Linked DNA regions of Ovis aries: region 1 is linked to region 2. The links are chromatin contacts, called in public Hi-C maps. All regions are on one chromosome and are shown on one strand. Each heading gives the region's core, a stretch centred on a gene start, on an enhancer-like site or on the middle of the called end of the contact. The rest is flanking DNA. Distances are from core to core; before and after follow the strand shown. Region 1 holds the start of TMEM14A (transmembrane protein 14A). Region 2 holds the start of EFHC1 (EF-hand domain containing 1).

Region 1 (4,425 bases), core at 588-3,087, 220 kb after region 2:
AAGTTAAGACTCCGCTGTGGATAATGAGCAGACAGCTTTACAAAAAAGGTAGAGGTGAATAGATTTTGCGGCACCCTCACCTTGGGCTCTAACTTTCCCATTAGATGGATTAGGTGGCAGTTGGTGGCATGTAAGCTAAGAGGACAGTGGCCCCTTTACCTAAGAACCTTCCTGTTCCTACATGTTGTTCATGTTGGTCTTTTTTTAGATGAAAATACTTTGAGTAGGAATATCCTGCTTTCAGCCTCTTAAGAGCACAGTGACAGGGCTGGAAGGGATCTCAGCATCATAAATCCAGGCTCTGGGGTTCAGGGGTAACTTTTTTACTTGAGGAGGGGGATCATATTAGTGAAAGATATTGAGGCATCCCAAGATAGTTTTTGGTTTTATTTTGGATAGAGAAAGTGTCCTGGAAGTCTTGGGAGAGAGAAAAAGGGAAGGAGGGAGGAAGGAAAAGAGAGACACACACGTGGGCATGCACAAGCAAGGGAGAACACACGTACATGGGTGCCAGCATGCACTGGGCTAAGGATGGCATAGAAGGGGATGAGAAGAGCTGGAAGGACTCGGCACCGAACTCCAGGATACCACTTTCTCCATCCACCTTCCAGCACCTGCCATCAACACTCCTATGAATCTCCCAGAATCCTGTTAACTCCCCCGGCCCACCTTAGACTTCTCAGAAGTTAGATGCAGTCACACTGCTTCCTTGAAACACTTTTAAACACAAGGAGTAGATTCAGCAAACAAATTTCAAAGGTTTAATTTATATTCTTAGTTTCTTTTTTTTAATTAAAAAATTCTATTATTCCCAACCCCACGGCACCCTAGAGCTGCTTGATGAACCCTAGATGACGCTTTCCTGGTGGCTTAGATGGTCAAGAATCTGCCTGCAATGCAGGTGACCTGGGTTCGATCCCTGGGTTGGGAAGATCCCCTGGAGACGGGAATGGCGACCCACTCCAGTATTCTAGCCTGGAGAATTCCATGGACAGAGGCGCCTGGCGGGCTACAGTCCATGGGGACATGGCAGAGTGATAGCCTAGATGACCGCCGTCTTCAAATCTGAAAAGCTATTATATAAGGAAGAGGGTTGGAGCTACGGGCAGTGGCCTGGAAGGCAAAACTGGAGTGAGATGAGAAGTTGTAGCCTGGAGGCAGGATTCACAGGTTTATCCCTGGGATTAGACACGATTTAGTGCCTTTCAGTTCTGGCAGTCTGTACCTGGTCCCTTCAGGTACTTAAGCCCGGCAAATCCTGGGTTTTACCAGGATGCTGGTCTCCGCACCACATCTAGATAACGTCGTAGATGGTAGGATGTAATGAAGGGTGCTCGGGCTTTGAAACCAAACTCGCGCTCTAACCTTTGCATCCCACTTAGGAGTTGAGTCTGTGGAAAACTCCTTCGCCTCTCCGAACCTTAGCTCCCTCCGCTGAAAATGGGGTCTATCTGCTGGAGAGGTCCACAAACGCTCCTTAAGTGAAGGAACCTCTACACTGGTTAAAAATCTTTTGCCAGCTGGAATCCCCGTTACACCCAGATTCACGCCCAGTCTCGCTCAGTCCGGCAGGGGGCAGCAGACTCCAGTCCCAGGATCAGGGCCAGGCCCGAAAGCCGTGCCGCCGGAGCGAGTGGCCGGGTCCCGAGCGAGTGACCGGGTCCCGGGCGAGTGACCAGGTGTGGCCGCCGCCTGAGATGCTACAGCGCCGGCACTGCAGGTGGTACAGCCAAGTAACAACCTCCGCTGCACCGGGAGGGCACCGACCCGGTAGGATCGAGCTGCGGAAGAGGGAATGCTGCGCATGCGCTTGCGGGGGCGGGGCCCGGTGCTTCCCGGAACCAGCAGCCCCGCCCACTGCTGAGAGGTGAGCTCTCGGAGTGGGAAGGCGCTGGCGGCAAGGTTAGCTTCTTGGTTCCAGGTACGAAGTTTTCCCGTAGATGGCTCCCACCTTTTTTTTTCAGCCGCGGGGAGAGCTTGGGGCTGCAGGTGAGCTGTACATCTGGCTGTACCTCGAGATCTTTCTGCCCGTAATGTTCATGCAAAAATGCAGAAATTGGCAGATAACGATGCCGAGAAACTTGGGAAGATTTTGCAGGGGATGGAGTCTCTTCTTCCGGGGATCGCTTCTCTCCTTTTTCTGGGAAGTCCCCGAATTTCTTCCTTCCGAGGTCCTGAATCTCCTACCTGTCCTCCCTCCTTTCTCGGAGCTAGGGAGAGATGGAGAAAGGGGTGGGGCCCTTGGATCATCGCAGAAATGCTTGGTAAGGTTTCAAACCTTCCCAGCACCACCCAGACTTCACTCGAAAATGTCTTTCAAGCCCCAAGAGTTCAAAGGTGTTAGGTAAAAGACGACCAGGACACCAAAAGAGTGTAACAGGCTTTAATGGCGAAGCGCTCCCGGGCGGGGTTCCCGGACCGAACCGGGCAGGTCGAGGAAGTCCGCGCGCCCCGACCGTGTTAGAACTTTGTTTATATATGCACGTTGCGAGGGATGGCCGGTGGGGCGGCTTTAGCCTGCGAAGTGTGCTGTTATTGGTCCCCGGGATCCGTTAGGGCGTAGGGACTTCCCCCCGCCGGCGGGGGAGAGGAGGGGCGGCTCATCATGGCAACCCGGGAAGTGTGCTGTCATTGGCCCCCGGGATCTGGGAGGATCCTTCCGTTAGGGACCTTCTCGCTGGTGGGAGGGAGAGGAGGGGTGGCCCATCATGGCCCCAGGGGTCGACCTTACATTCTGACCCTTTTGATAGGATAAGGGGCGCCGTTATCGTTTCTGGCTACTTCCTGCTGAACTGGGGCGTCGTTGGGGCTGAGGGTCGTGGCTGGATCCCGGTGACCTTTAAGGGGCCTCAGGGTCTCTGGACTGGAGTTTGGAGTATGCGGCCACCATCAACATCTGTCCAGTAGCCATCTGGGTCAGGTCCCTGACCCTCCGGAGGATGATCTGAGAAACACAAGGTCCTATCAACAGGATGAGGAGCAAGGCTGTGAGGGGTCTGAGAAGTGGGAGAAGCCATTTTGCCCAAGGTGACTTCCACCATCCGGAAAAGTCGGAACCGCCCAACTCGGCCTAAGTCTGATGCTTTCTCTCAGCTCTCGGACCTTGTTCTGAACTATCCCCGAGGCATTAATGAAAAGAAAACAACAGTCTTCCCCTAGGAACTGGCAGGTCCCCCTTTTTCAGCCCTTAGCAGGTCTAGGGCCCTTCGATTTTGGAGAGCCACTGCTGCCAGAGAGGTTATCTGGGTCTGTAATGCCATCAGGGAGTCTGCCACCTTGTCCAGGTCTCGATTGAGGTCTGTGGACTGCTTATAGCAAAAGTGCGTGGCTGATCCCAATCCTCCTGCCCCCAGTCCTAAGGCTGCGAATAAAGCTCCTCCGAGGAGCAGGGGAGCTGCAGCTAATGCCCTCCCTTGGCGGTGGGTTGGTCGGATCTAGTCTTCCACCACCTGTGGTGTCAGAATGATCAGATAGGGCATAAGGAAGACCGGGGTGCAAGGCTGAGTCCAGTTGGGCGGGTTTGGGGATAGGGGGCCTCGTCTTGAGCCATCACAGGCCACTGTGGTTAATGAGGTGTCGTTGGCCAGAACGCAAGAGGCATTGGCTGGTAGATACAGTACCTCAGTGGTCAAGGGCCCCATTGGCCAGGTTACTTTTGTGGCATTTCGAGTGAGATTTTAGGCCTCTACCCATTTGCTGGGAATCGGTTGGGCAAGGAACGGTCGGGGTCTCAAGGGAGGACAGAGCCAACATGAGAGGTTTGGTGAGGTTTCAGTCAGGGTCTGATAGGTGTCATTGATACTGGTGAAAGTTTGGGATGAAAAATCCAGGGGTTTGAGCGCCTGATGAACCTGGTCTAGGAGTTGTTGGGCTCATGGTGTGGATCAGAGGCTTCAGTTGCTAACTTTATGAGGTCCTGTTGGACCTCATGTTGGGTTTGTTTTCGCCTCTGAACTTGGGCCCCCTTCCCGTCTGTCATTCCATAGTGAGTTAGCATGGTAAAACAGAGATCTTTGCCTCCAGCTTTATGGCAGTTAGAGGCTGAATTGATTTGGCTGTCCCAGGGCTCTTGGCCATCCAATACCATTTACCTCCATGAGAGCATGGCTGGGCAGGTGGAGCATAACAGTCTCGGTGGACATAAGTGTAGGCTGTGAACCCAGTTTTTTGTGGTCTCGTTTGGTGTAGCCCCGGGGCAGGGCGTAGGTTGTCCCATCCGTGTTATCATGGCCAGGAGGAATAGTGACAAGAGCATGTTTAGCTATGATATTAGGAGGAGAGTGATAAAGGAGAAAAAATCAATTTGAGCTTTTGTGAAAAGGAGGAAGGTCTCCTGTAAGTGCAGATCAGAAATTGCCTGGGTGAAAGAGTCATGGTCAATAATCGGGGTAGCCAGCCAGAGGTCTTGTAGTAGGGTCAAGATAA
Region 2 (4,423 bases), core at 1,237-3,736:
AGCCTTCTTCACAGACCTGTACCTGTGCTTCTTAACACAGATGAAATACTGCCTGGCTTCACCTCTTCAGAGGTGAAGTCATTTTTATGAGGCCACAGACTGAGAGAAGTTTCCTTCACCATGCATGTCTAGGTCTGAAAGTAGTTAAAACACTCTATTAGGGGTATCATGGTGTGCCCTTCTGGGAAAGAAAGGCATTTGACCAGAAGGCACTGCCCCAATAGGAACAGATGCTATAAAGGACAAGAAACTTAGGAAGGACTCACCCTTTCCAAGCCCTGCAGGCTCTTTCCCTACCCAGCCCAGGGAACACAGACCCAAGTGCAACTCTGCACTGAGTCCAGGGGGGCTCTTCCAAGTGTATCCTAATGCCATGGATTTACTTTAATTAAGAGAAACGGTGGTGGCAGTGTTTGGGGGGATAGATCGTATAACTAGAAACAGTGTAAGTTTATCATGAAGAGTCAGCAAGGATCGTGGTTTCCAGCGATTCTGAGGCTGAACTTGCCATCTTGAAATATTCTCCCAGTGGCTGACTTCTGTCAAATGAGAGAAAAAAAGCAAAACCTAAAAGTTGAGAATTATGTTTTATTCGGTGGACTTTTTGAGGACTCAAACCAGGAAGACAGCCTCTCAGCTCCAAGCAACAACCATAAAGAGGTAAGGGAGGAGCCAGAAGCTTTTGCAACAAAAAACAGGGGGTCAGAACATTTTAAAAAAAAATACTGTTAATTAAAACCAGACATCTCAAGTTAATGAATGAGTGCTTTTCTTTGTATGAGAAGATGCAAGAGTCTGGGCTCACTGAACTCATTCCTTTGATAGGCACCTTACCATCCAGGACCAGTATCCTGCTTTTCTCCATCCTAAATCCCCTCAGCATGCACAGCTGTGGATGACTTCTGTGACTGATGGCTTAATGGCTGCAACATCTTTCCATTTCCTGATATGGCAGGTGACATCCTTTGTCCACACTGCCCTTCTAGGTCAGTGGCTAAGATAAAATGTAATGGTCAGATACTTGTAAAGTCTTTAGTGTCATTACAATGCATTGATTCAAAAAGTGTATTAAACACCTACATTAGGGCACTACACCAATAAAAAATAAAAATCTGGAAAGGTGAAAAAAGGAGTGGGGGACAAACATGGGAAATAGAAGTAGTTAGGGGATAGCAAGTGTTATCAGAAAAGAAACTCTGGGCAAGGTGTGGAGACAGCCACCAATAACTGCTTCACTGCCACTAGTGGACTGATGTCCTGGGCCCCCTGAGGTTTATGCCTGTTAGTGAAACCCATCAGGGGGATTTACTCTGACAAGCAGCAGTAAAACTAAAGCCTTTGTCTGTATTGGCAGTAAACCACCCATGACATGGATGCCTTTGGCGTGAAGCTTGCTACTCTATTGCACTCCGTTAAACTGGCTCATTCTCAGAAACAGCTGTTATAAAAATCAGACGCCTGGGCCCCATTTCAAACCCAGTGAATCCAATGTCCAGGCATCTGGGTTTTGTTTTTCTTTTTAAGCTCTTCAGCGCTTCTGATAGCTTGTTTTTTCTTTCTTGAAGATGTTTCAAGAACAGGATTACATTTTTTAAGGGATAATAATTTAAACAAGTTTTGTAAAAAGAGTACCTACGGTTTTGACAATTTATCACCGCACTTATTTGCTTTTCTCCTATGACAAATTTTTCTTGGCAGATGTATTTCCCCTCGTGGGTCTGATCTTTTTATTGCAACTGTAGGTAGTGATACTAGAGACTCGGAGAATTGACAGGAGCGCCGTGTAGCTGTCCAGTCAACAAATACTGAGCATCCTGCGGTGAATATGTAAGACCCCCCCAAGGCCTGTGAAGGAGGGTATAGAAATAGAATGTGCTGCGCTTAGTCGCTCAGTCGTGTCCGACTCTTGGCGACCCCGTGGACTGTATGTAGCCCGCCAGGCTCCTCTGTCCATGAGATTCTCCAGGCAAGAGTACTGGAGTGGGTTGCCATTTCCTTCAAAGGTAAAGTAGGAAAAAACTTGAATGAGGTAGTTGGAGGATTAGGCACCAGTCAGTTGCTTTTGTTTATTGAACATCCTTGAACAACAGAATTACAATCATGAATAATTCTCAGTCCCTGGCCCCAGGGAAGCACGGGTTCAGGAGAAGTAACACTTTCAACCGGAACCAACCAGTGACACTTCCGTGTGAACTGGGACAACAGCCTTTTTCCCACAGGTGGGAGAACAGCGAGCGGGCGGGGCGAGGTGAGGTGAGGTGAGGACTGGGATGGGGCGAAGGAAGGACCCTTCCCTTGGAACTGATCTAAGGACTCGCCCGAACCCGGACCCTCAAGGGGAGATCCATCACGTCATCCCACAACCACCTCGTCCCGCCCCGTGTTCTCACGTCTGCGCGGGGCGGGGCCAGCTCCCCTCGGCACACTCCCGCGAGAACGTCTAGTCCACGGGCTGCTCATGCGCGGGCTGGGCACGCCTGCGTCTCAGGCCCCGCCCTCTTCCGCTAGTGCTCTGCGTGTATGGCGTTACCATGGAGCTGCCGGGCCGCCCAGAACGCCGCTGGTTCCCCTGGCAACCCGAGAGGACCAAACCCTACCCGGGTGGTTGCGGCGAGAGCGGCCGCTATGGTGTCTAACCCAGTGCATGGCCTGCCTTTTCTCCCAGGCACGTCCTTTAAGGACTTAACGGTGAGGACTTCTCCGGCCAAACCCCTGTCCCCACCTCCTGGCAGCCCCGGAGAGCTCGCAGCAGGTTGCGTCTCTGCTCGTCCACGCGAGTTTGTCCTTTTCCCCTTCAAACCCTCTCTCTGCCCCCAACTCTGTTCTCCACACCCCACCTCCACCCCACTCCCCACCCCCCAACCTCACCCTCTTTCTCCAGTTTGCTCTCAGCCCATCCCTCTCTGGTTTTTCCACTCCATCCTGGCAGTCTGTTGGCCTCCCAGCGTTCTTCCTTGCTGCTCTGCTCTTGCTGGCTTTCCCCACCTGGTTCCCGAGCTCCCTCGGCCTTCTCCCTAGCTCATTCTCCCTTCTGCATACCCCTCTCTGCCCAGTTCCATCCTTAAACTTTTCTTCCCTCAACCTGGGCCCCTTCCCCAACGCAACCTCTATACGCCTTCGTACTTATTTCCACAGCCCCATCCCGCTCACTCTCCCCAAGCCCATCATTGCCGCCCGCATTTTCCTCTTCTGAATCCTAGACCCAGTAATCGCTCCCAGTCCCAACTCCATTTCCATCTGTTGGCTTCTTTCTGTCAGGTCCTTTTCCTCGGTCTCATTTATGCTTCTACCAAGCCCCATCTCCTTTTCTGTCCCAGCACGTCGACTTTTTCTGCAGTCTTGTTTAATCTTTTTCCCCAAATCCTCTTGCTTGGAAAGTTAAATTTTCAACACTTGGCCATCTTCCTCCCAAATCATCCTCAGGTGCTTTATGGGAGATAATTGCACTTTAGTTCCTCTGCCACAATTGATGTGTTCTTGGTTTTTCTTCTCTAGCCCTTTTCTTTTCGCTTGTAACATTTTTATAAAAGATTCCTGTTTGGATTTTGTTTCACTCCTCTCCTGCCTTAAGTGTTGTTAGTTATATCTTCTAGACAAAACTGAAGAGGAAAAAAAAAAAGGCTTGTGGTTTTTTTTTCTCTGACACAGTTTAGCCCTTGACAAAATGATTTTAATACTGAAATTTCAGGGTTGCTGAAATATGTGTTGGAAGGTCAGCATTAAGATTCAATAGGCTGAAAAAAAAAAGAAGAAAAAAAAAGATTCAATAGGCTGATTTTCAAAGATGAGACAATAATCATTTATGTAGTTTAACAATTTAAACAATAAGTTCCTCTCCTTGGTCATGAAGTTAAGGTAAAAAGACTGGAAACTGACTGCTCACTTGGCTCTTCCTTTCCTGTTGAGGGGAAGTTGTCTCCTGGCACTGAACAGTGCTGGTTTGGAGAATGGGATGATGCAGACAAAATGAGGTAGTCTTCCTTCTCTTCCTGTACGAATATCCTTGGTTTTTTTATCCCACTGTGTTGCTGAAACCTACTACATGGACCTCTTCCAGAGCTCTTATTTGTGGATAGCTGTCTGACTGTTGATCTTTGTGGAGTGGTGGGGAGGCTGAGTCCCTGTGCCACTGTTTTGATCTCTTTCCTTCAAAAATATTTCCTTTTCACTTTTTCTTAATATAATCTTTTGTTTTTTTCCAGTTATCAAAAAAATGTGTTGATTGTAGAAAAGAACAACAACATAATTTAGAAATGTATAAAACAGAGAACATTCTCCAAAGCAGTCTTTTTGTGCACGTGTTTGCATGCTTGTAATTGTAGTATGTGTATAATTTTGTAAGCTGCTTTTCTGGGTTTATTAAATCATAAACATTTTCCCCAGATTGCTACATGGTCTTCAAAACAAGTATTTTAATAGCTGC

Evidence for each region. Hi-C and Micro-C count contacts between places; a contact is called where the count stands out from the background.
Region 1: a Hi-C map of liver shows a contact between it and region 2, with 5 times the contacts expected there. The contact joins the promoter of TMEM14A here to the promoter of EFHC1 in region 2. A contact is called at or near these places in 12 of 16 Hi-C or Micro-C datasets (blood, hypothalamus, liver and 6 more).

What each region holds. Positions count from the first base shown.
Region 1 is chr20:24,721,108-24,725,532 of ARS-UI_Ramb_v3.0, forward strand. It overlaps TMEM14A (transmembrane protein 14A), which reads left to right and starts at 1,838. Exons shown (of 6, transcript XM_042237497.2): 1 at 1,838-1,867.
Region 2 is chr20:24,504,687-24,509,109 of ARS-UI_Ramb_v3.0, forward strand. It overlaps EFHC1 (EF-hand domain containing 1), which reads left to right and starts at 2,487. Exons shown (of 10, transcript XM_060403720.1): 1 at 2,487-2,688. The coding sequence starts at 2,521.